Regions from separate parts of the Neogale vison genome. Here region 2 is linked to region 1. A link is a contact called in public Hi-C data. All regions are on one chromosome and are shown on one strand. Each heading gives the region's core, a stretch centred on a gene start, on an enhancer-like site or on the middle of the called end of the contact. The rest is flanking DNA. Distances are from core to core; before and after follow the strand shown.

Region 1 (5,128 bases), core at 422-2,921:
AAAATTTGGCCACTCTCACCTGTTCATTCTTGGAAATGACCTTTAGAATCATTCTAATAGACTGTAAAAATTCCTATCAGCTGCCCCCACCCCAACACCTGCCAGAAGGTGGAGCATCTTGTGGTGGGGACTCAGTGACTCTATTCCAAAGAACAGTGTTGAAAGGGAAAAATGGTGACTTTATAGACAAGAAATCTGGCAGAAACCATCTTAACTAAGTGATGGAGTTTACCATCACCATGTGCATATCACACAGTTGAATATTATGTGATGAGAGGAGCACTTCCGTGGTAGTCTTCCCCAAAACCCATCACCCCAGTCTAATCATGAGAGAACACCAGACAAACCCAAATTCACATTATTCTACAAAATAGCTGACCAATACCCTTCGAAAAATGTCAGGGTCAAAAAAAAAAAAAAAGTAAAAGATGAAATACGTCATAGTTCAGAAGAGACTAAGGGAAAGTGATGCGGAAGTGTGGAATCCTGGATTAGATCCTGGAGTATTAGTGGGAAAACTATTTTTTCAGATTATGTTGTGTATTTGAAACTATTATATTCTTTCAAATATTGATCACTGTTTAGTTAGAAAATCTAGAACAATGTACTATTTGTTTCATTAAGAAACTGAAACACTGTGTACCAACTATATTTCCATAATAATACATTTTTAAACTTTAGAAATAGATGTTGAATTTGATCACACACCTTTTTAGAAAATACCTTTTTGATCAAATATCTTTTTACAAAATATTAAGATGCTTGCTTTTGCACTACAAATGTTTTTTTCTAGTTATTAAAATATCCCTGCATCTCTAAAGTAACTCCTTCTAGATATACTATATAATTCTTTGTAAAACACTGGAACTGGTTTGCAAATATTTTATTTAAGATTTTAGCATCATCAGGGCGCCTGGGTGGCTCAGTGGGTTAAGCCGCTGCCTTCGGCTCAGGTCATGATCTCAGGGTCCTGGGATCGAGTCCCGCATCGGGCTCTCTGCTCAGCGGGGAGCCTGCTTCCTCCTCTCTCTGCCTGCCTCTCTGCCTGCTTGTGATCTCTGTCAAGTAAATAAAATCTTAAAATAAAAAAAAAAAAAGATTTTAACATCATCATTTAGCAGCCGGGCCTGGGCGGCTCGCGGAGGGAGGCGAGTAGAAGCTGGGACAGATGCACGGGAGTCCCCAGCAGTCAGCGAAGGGTCACCAAGGTGCTAACCTCTCCGGATGGAAGCCTGCGGGAAGGGCCCCAGACACGCGAGCGCCCGTAGCTGCGCCGGAAGTGGCGTCATCGAGCCGGCGTCCCTCGCAGCCAATGGCTGGAGAATGCGCCGTCCGGTGGTAAGCTTCCCTGCACCTGGGGGTAAAGACAGCCCTGAAGGCGCAAGAAGGACCATCCTTCTAAGTTATTACGCAAGCTATCGAGGCAGCTTAGTCAGAGACAGGTGTCTCTTCCCGCTTCTCTGCCCCTAAGCTAGCTCAGTGACACCACGCCTTCAACCTGAGGGCCCCCTCTAGCGTCGCAGCTTCCCTCACTAAAGACAGCTGACAGGCGTGCAGTAAAAGCCGGAAACAGGAGGAATGGGCGGTGCTGGCAGGGGGCGTGTTGAAGGCGTGGCCTGACTGCCGTGAGGTCGGACGGGGTGTGGCCAGCCGCCCCACTTGGGCTTTCAGTCAAAGGCGCGGTGAACCGCCCCGGTCCGCTTTCCAGCCGTCTCCTGGGGGCGGTTCGCTACTGGCTCCGCCCCCGCCCAGATTTCTCCTTCTTGGGAAGCACCCCCAGAGTCTCCGAGTTTTGGCCCGAGTTGGCTGCTGGCCTCCAATCGGTCTGGCGGTCTCCAGCGGCGATGGAGGGCGCCCACGAGAACCCCGCAGAGTGTTGCTCCTCCGCTCCCAGCTCCGAAGAGCCTGCCGGCTCGGCCAGGAGCCCCGAGGTGCTGCCTCGGGAGGAGTCGGAGGGCTGCGCCCGTCCCTTGGACGCGGCCCCCAAAAAACTCTGTGGCTATCTGAGTAAATTTGGCGGCAAGGGGCCCCTCCGGGGCTGGAAATCCCGCTGGTTCTTCTACGACGAGAAGAAATGTCACTTGTATTATTCGCGGACCGCGCAGGATGCCAATCCCTTGGACAGCATCGACCTCTCCAGTGCGGTCTTTGACTGCAAGGCAGACGCCGAGGAGGGGACTTTTGAAATCAAGACTCCTAGCCGGGTTATTACTCTGAAGGTAAATGGGGCAGTTTTTTCCGTTTTCAGCCAGGGTGAGTTCCTAGGGCACGGGCGGGCACGTGTGAGTGGTCACAGTAAATTCACTGGAACAAGGATCCCAGACCTTGATCTCCCCTAGTGAACCCTGGGTGGCCAGGGATTAGTGCATTCCAAAACGGAGTCACACCCATTTCCTCACTGGGTTCCCAGACAAAGGCGACAAAGGTGGGGATGATGTACCCATACTAGAATCGAGAAACTGAGTCTTGGAGAGATGAAGTGACCAGCCAGAGGTCATGCATCTCCAGAATGGTGTAACCCACATTTGGAATCCCTGAGTCTCTCCACCTCTCAGTACTGTACCAAAACTTTTACTTTTTGGTCACCCTTAACTTTCTTACTTGGGGCTGAAATATAGCCAAGATACGAGCTGTGCAATCCTCTCATGGCCCAGATTCTGAATCACTTTTCTTGTTATTTTGGCCAAGGGGACGGAATGCTTAGCAAACTTTGGCGGAACTAGGAGATAAAATACTTGGGTTTCTTGGATCAGCCTAGAATGTTCATAGAGGCATGTCTTAACGTGTTTTACCATCAGTTGGTTTTGTTTTATTTTCACCTTTAACTGGGAGAGCCATGTGCTTTAAAAACAGACAGGCTTGGATTCAAATTCTACATCAGCTACTTACTAGCTGTGTCACCCTGTCCAAACTACTTAACCTCTCAGAATCTAGGTAGTTTGTGAGATTTAAAACAAGGTGTGTAAGCATCTGGCACCTGCAAATTGTTGAATTAATCCCAGCATCTAGATACAGCCTAGCACCTAGTGGGTGCTCAATAAATTCCTGTTTAATGACCCCACAAGGTGATAGAACCATGGTCATAATGTGCATGTCAAGAGGAGGTGCCCCAGAACTTGAGTGGAAAGACAAATCTGGGTTCAGAGTTTTGGGATTCGCATTCATCCGAGAAGACTGTGCCAGCAGACAGCCTCCCCAGCCCCACCCTGTCTTCCCACCTCTCCACCCCCACTTCCAGCTAACTGGGCATCTGCTGAGCCCCTGGATATAGCCTGTAGTTTCAGTTCCCCTTTAATGGCTGGGCCTGGCTGGTGACCAGGCTGGGGAAATCAGATAAAATAAGGCAAACCTGGAATTCCAGGCCGGGGAAGGCAGGCATTTTGGAGGTCATGTGGTTTACGGATGCATCCCCTCCCACACAGGCTGAGTGCTGTCTACTGGATCTCCAGCACCTGTCTTTTACTGTTCCCTTGATCCGTGTGTGTGCCTGGTTCTGTGCTAAGCCCTGGGGCATGGAGCCTAATCAGATCTGCCCCCCTGGTTCTCAAACAGCTTACAGTCTGCTGAGGGAATTAAGAGATTGACTAGCACACAACAGTGAAATGTTCTGTAGAGACGCTCTGATAAGTCTGTACCAGCCAAGTGTGGTTCTGCTGAGTGGAAGAGTCTACCCAGGAGGGAAGCATAGAGAAGAAAATGACATCTGAGGTCTGAAAAACGGGTTTGGTTTTCCACGAATAGATAAGAGGGAGAGTATTCCTGGCCATGAGAGCCCCATGAACAAAGACAGGAAACAGTGTCCTGGCCAATCACAGGAGCCTGGGTTACAGAGGGGCCCAAAAGATGGAGTGGGAGAGCTGAGGCCCAAGCATAGAGCATTTGTGAGTTAGGCCTGGGACCTTGGACTTTGTCCTGTGGGCTGTGGGAAATTGTTAAAGAGCTTTAAGCAAGGAAACTCTGTGAGATTAGAATGTTTAGAAGACTTATTGTGGCTGTTGGGTAGATAAAACCTTAGAAGGCAATGCTGCTGGTCACGAAGTCCATCAGGAGGTGGTCGGGAGAGAATGAGCTAGAGCTGTGAGGGGGGGAGGGTGACCAATGGGGGTGACTAGGGATGTGAGGGAGGAAGAACACAAGGGAGGAGTTGGGTAGCTGACTGTCCAGTTGGGCCAGTCACGATAGAGGGAGCCCAGGATGGGAGGCTGTAGGACACCCACTCAGTAGACTCTTAAATTCCGAGAGGATCGACCATGACACATATAGTAGTACACTTGTCCAGTGAATTAATAAAATGGGGTATTTGGGTATGGGCTGGAACTTGGCCGCACAAGGTCATGGTGAAGCCCTGGGAGGGGCTGAGGTCTCTCAGGGAGAGTATGTAGAAAGAGAAGACTGGGCATCATTTTATCTTATCTGGTACCTCCCTGACAGGCCTAGGGCCTCTTTCATGGAGCCCCCGGCCTCGTACACCTTATCTGTGGACCACTTAGAATGGGGAGCCTGCCCTGGTTGCCCATAGCAGGCTGCTCTTCTCACATGGCCTTGTAGGCAGCTCTGTGAGGCTCACCATCCACTCCCAGTGAGCTGCCTGGCTCCTTTGGCCCAACTGATCCCAGGCCTTCTCTAGGGAAGCCACAGTCTCCTGGCCATAAATGACAGCAAATCTCTGGCCTAAAGGGGGAGACCCGGTTCTGGGACCAGCTCTGCCACCACCTGCCTGAACAACTTCAGGGCCTTAATTCTCCATCTGTAGAAGGGCAGGTCCTTCCTGAAGGATCCAACTATGGAATAGATGGGAAATATAGGTATTTGGATCATCCAGGGCTGGGAGATTAATGACCAGCATCAACCATTGCCTTGTTTGGGGTACCTGGAGGGTGCCACTGTGTTGTTACTGTGTGCATATGGCCTTCCAGTTCCCAGTCATATCCATGATTTTGGTGTGTCCCCGAAACAGAGGAGGGATTCTTTCCACTCCATAAAAAGTCAGTCTTTTAGTATTCCTGGACCCAATTCCAACATGGCACATGGAGGGTTCCCCCACTGCCACTCCTACCACAACACCATGAAGTTCTCTCTCTGTCTCTCTAAGTAGGCTCCATGCTCAGTTTGGGTCTCCCAACTCACA
Region 2 (4,908 bases), core at 1,191-3,690, 170 kb after region 1:
CTATGGAGAACTCCAGGTTCAGAAAACACAATCACTGTCTCTGTTTTACTACAACGATGATGGTGGTCAAGTTTTTATTGATTCTCTCCTGGCCAAACAAAACAAAAGCAGCAAAGCTCCAGGATGGGCCAAGCTGTGATGCTCACTTTGCTGCAAAATTTGGAAATTAAAAGTTATATTCAGCTAGTAAATCTTTAATTGTATATTTATAAATTGTATATATATATATATGTATGTATATATACAAATTATAAATTTATAGTTTATATATTAGTATATTTTGTTGTAAGAAAATAAAAATAATCGAAAGAGCTCAACTTTTAATACTGCAAATAGATTGATTTCATTGCATGAGTTACTCTGGGTAACTAAACGTGAGAATATGACTTTATCTGGCAACAAAGACTTATTAAAAAATCCTAAAATACAAGGATTTCACAAGATTCCACTACTTTAAGTTTAAAAAACAAACACACACACATTTTAAAATAAATGAAACTGAAGCCTAGTGAGGAAAAGTCACCTGCCCAAGATCATTCAGCTGATAAATGGCATCTTCACACCAGTCCAGTGTTCTTTCCACTCTACCACAGGCTCAACCTCTTCATTCTCCTCCCCTCGCCCCAGAAGCAAACTCCAAAATTAAGAGAAAAAGAAAAAAAAAGCTTTGTTTCTATGGCTTCAAAATCTCTGGGTGTTTTTACAACCTCAGCATTCAGAGGTCACACCTCCGCAAACAGGTTGTTCCCTAAATTATGTGCAGGAATTTCCCCCCTAGAAACAATGTTACAGCACAAAGGCTAGCACCCTCTGGTTAGGAGCAAAGCTCTAAATTCCAGTATTTACTGTGTGCCCTTGGACAAGTCACTTCTCTGAACCTTTAAAATGAAACCAACAGAATCCACCATGTTGTGTTGTAGGAATGAAGTGAGATGGTGCATTTAAAACATTTGGTCCGGGGCACCTGGGTGGCTCAGTGGGTTAAAGCCTCTGCTTTCGGCTTGGGTCATGATCCCAGAGTCTTGGAATGGAGCCCCGCATCGGCTCTCTGCTCAGCGGGGAGCCTGCTTCTCCCTCTCCCTCTGCCTTCTTCTCTGCCTACTTATGATCTCTGTCAGCCAAATAAATAAATAAAATCTTTTAATAAATAAAACATTTGGTCCATTAAGTGCAGCTGTCACTCTTTAAAAGTATTTTTTTATGATTCAGTAGGCTTCCAGAAAAGCAAGTTAGTCCTGAAAGAAGAACAAGATAAATACCTAATCACACTGATGACAGGGGAACAGCTTTCACGGAAGGGAAGGGGGGAAAAAAGACGGAGTGAACCAGAAGAGAGAGAGCAAGAAGCGTGGACAGTGACAATGCAACTTGAGGAGAGATAAATGAGAGCCAGCCTTGTGGGAAAGGATTGGAAAAAGCATCCAAGTAGACCTGTACAGGAATAGAAATTTGCCAAGATGGAGCACTGAATATTCCTAAACCTCCTACTGCTAATAGCTAACATTTATTGAGTCCTCAGCAAGTACTGTGCTAAGAGCTTTAAATAAATCATCCCATTTGAGCCTTACAACTCTGAGGTAAGTACTACTATCAACCCGACCTTCAAATGATGAAACTGAGGCTCGCAGAGTAAGTTTAGCAGCCCGCCCACGTTCACACAGCTGGTGAGTGGTGGCCGCTGAATTTGAACCCAGAGCCCTGGCATTTTAACTGTTTCACTTTCCAAACACAAGCAATGACAAATGAAAAGACGACAGCAACTAAGAGGTGCTTCAGAACTCGCTGGAAGTAACTCAGTGTCGCTGAAAGAGGTCAGAAACGAAAAATGGTAGGCAGGAAGGAACCAGGTCATTAAGGTCCTGAAGGCTATGTTCAAGGGTTTCAACTCCACCCGTGGACAATGGGGAGCCAGTGAAGGTATGAGGCAGGGGTACGACCTGACCAAACCTCTGTTTAAGGAAGATTAGTCTGCCACCAGGAGGGGGCAAAGGTCGGGTTGGGCGGCAACCGCAGGAACGCGGACAAGTGAGGTGGGTGGGGAGGGATGAGCAGGATTCCAGAGATTTAGAAACGGAACTGGCGAGCGGGACGTCGGGCCGCGCGCGGGCTACGGACAGAAGCAGAGCCCAGCAGTCCCCGCTCCCCGCCGCAGGCTCTCCCGCGGCCCCGCCCCCGGCCCTCGGCCCCGCCCCCGCCCCCGGCCGGCGCCCTTTCCCTCCCGGGCTCTGCCCTCACCTTGGCCGTGCGGATCATGCGCTTGGCCACTTCTAGGTCGCCCTGGTGGTTCTGGCCGATCTCGGCAATGATGAAGCACGGGTGCTGCCCGCCCACCCAGCGCCCGGGACACAGCTCCAGCTCCAGCGGCATCGCTGCGGCTCGCGTTTCGGCGCTCCACCGCCCACCTCGAGTCCTGTCCGCGGCCCAGTGGGGAACCACGCGCCGTCCCGGCCACGTCAGCTCCGCCACGTTAGTCAGCGGCCGCGCAGCCAATCCGAGGGCCCCAGCTCGCTGCCGCCAGCCAATCGAGGAAAGGGGCGGAGCCTTCCGCGAGCGGGGCGGGGCGGCGGGACGAGGAAATCAAGCTCGGTTCTCTTCAGCGGGGCTCCAGGTTCCCGGGCTGGTAGCGAGGCCCGGGGGGTCGCGGCCTCTCTGCTTCACCTGTGAGCCAACATTCTCCAAGAGGAATGGAGGGCGGAAGACGGTTGCCTTGGGCTCAGGGAGAGCGCGCCCTGCGGTGTAATGGAAAAAATGAATTTGGGAGTTGGAATTAGAGCTGCTTTGAGCACAGGTGCTGCCACTAACCGGTTCTTGATCGTGAATACGTTAGTCTTTAGTCTTCCTGAACGTTATTTTCCTTTTCCCCGAAATGGGGAATTATATAGGTTCGTGAGATGATGTATGGAAAACCCTGATCACGGTGCTTGGCCTGTAGTAAGGTTTCAGTAAGCGGATGAACGGCGTGGATGAGCAGCGAGGAATGAGCTTGGGCCGCTGCCTCAGCAGGAATGGAAAAGAGACTAGAGCAGGTGACAGAACCAGGGTGGTCCTAAGGCAGGGAGACCCACAGGATCAAAAGCCCAAAGTAGTCCAGGAGAATAACAACAAAGACACCAGCAGATTTGGGGATCAGGAAGCCGCTGGCCAAGGAAGATGAAACAGAAGGGACTAAAATAGACCTTTTCTGGGGAACATTTAGTGTTAAAAGCAGATGGAAAATGCACCATGGCCTAGACAGGGAACCAGAGTTGAGGGGTTGTGAAGAAGGGCACCTTGGGAGGCCAAGAGGCTCAGCAAAAGACCCTGAGTCCAGAGAAAAGCAAACCCAGCACTAAAGTAGCTCAGTACTACTTGTGCTAAAGAAAACCATTATGGTTTTGAGTAATTTGTGAATGAGGGAAAATTAAGTTTAAAAGCAAAAAAGGAGAAATCACATTTAAAAATACAATCACCTGGCTGGCTCAGCTGGTTAACCATCCGACTCTTGATTTCAGCTGAGGCCATGATCTTGTAAAAATACAATCTCCTGGCTGGCTCAAGGTGGTTGATTTCGGCTCAGGTCATGATCTTGAGGTTGCGAGATTGAGCCCTGTCAGGCTCAGTGCACAGTCTGCTTGAGATTCTCCTTCTGCCCCCTAAACCACCCCTACCCCCTTGCTTGCATTCACTCTCTCTAAATTAAATAAATAAAATCTTGTTAATTAATTAAAATACAACCATCCCAACAAAAGCAAGTTAGGCTGATGTTATTTGTGATTAAATAAAAGCTTTCAGTAAATTAAGGTAATGCTATATCTTACTACAGAAAGGAGGAAAAGACACTATTTTCATTTCATGCTCGTTCCTTTTTTAAAAGCCAGTTTCCAGTGCTTTCTGTTGCTTTTTCGGCTTGGATAACAAAGCCGTGCTCAGTATGTAGAAATGGATGACAGAACGTGGGAAGGTCTTAAAAACAAAACCAACTGGGATTTTTTCTTTTCTTTTTCTTCCCCCTGTTACTGGCAGGAGAGGGTAAGGAAGAACTTAGTTTTGGAGAAACTAGGGTAACCCAGAGTGCTGGGTCATGGGGACCAAGGTGGAGAGAGGATGGAGACCCAGTTCTCGGACCTGAAACCCTGAAACCCCTCAAGTCTGAGGCCCCTGTGGTCAGTCCTACTATGCTAAGCCCTTCCTTAAGTTGGTTCCTAGAAAGCTTCCTATGACCTGGGACTCCTACCTAATCTTTTGCTATTCTGGGCTCTAGTTTCACTGAACTATTCTGAGTTGTCCTGAGGGATCATGGTCTTTCACCTCCAGAACTTGGCATATAAACTGTTGCCCGAGTCTGTAGGCTTCCCACTCCTCCACCTCCACCATACTGAGCCATGTCTGACCACCTTCTGGCCCATCAGTATAGAAGTCACTTCCTCTCAGAACCTTCTCCGATCTCCCCAACAATCTTCTGTGGGCTCCCATAAGATTCTTATTTGCCCACGTATTACCTTTTATGGTAACTGCCCCTCGTCTCCTCCGTCTTCCCTCTAGGCTGTGAACTTCTTTGGGTCAGGAACCATCTGGACCACCTACTCAGCACTAAACCCAGGGCAAAGCTTTAGGGATACCATAGTGAACCAGACAGACCATACCACATGTACTGTAAGTGTCCTTCAGGGCCAGGAGCTCCTTGAGAACAGACCTGGACCGTTTCCTACTGTATCCCTAGCACCAAGCACTGAACTTAGCACTTAATAGGGGCCAGTAAATATTTGTTCAATGTACAAGTGCAGAATAGGAAAGATGACTGAATACTGAGACATAATTGACTTCATGTGTTTACTCAGGCCACATTCAGTCCCTTAGGCAAACATGACTGTTGCCTGAGTTGCTCTTAAAGTCAGCTTTCTGGAAAGTTCCTCTGAGGAAGAAGTGAAT

Evidence for each region. Hi-C and Micro-C count contacts between places; a contact is called where the count stands out from the background.
Region 2: a contact with region 1 is called in a Hi-C map of muscle, with 4 times the contacts expected there. The contact joins the promoter of NANS here to the promoter of TBC1D2 in region 1. A contact is called at or near these places in 2 of 3 Hi-C or Micro-C datasets (fibroblasts and muscle).

The regions. Positions count from the first base shown.
Region 1 is chr9:32,515,651-32,520,778 of ASM_NN_V1, forward strand. It overlaps TBC1D2 (TBC1 domain family member 2A), which reads left to right and starts at 1,672. Exons shown (of 13, transcript XM_044265275.1): 1 at 1,672-2,219. The coding sequence starts at 1,845.
Region 2 is chr9:32,686,801-32,691,708 of ASM_NN_V1, forward strand. It overlaps NANS (sialic acid synthase), which reads right to left and starts at 2,441. Exons shown (of 6, transcript XM_044265282.1): 1 at 2,236-2,441. The coding sequence starts at 2,367.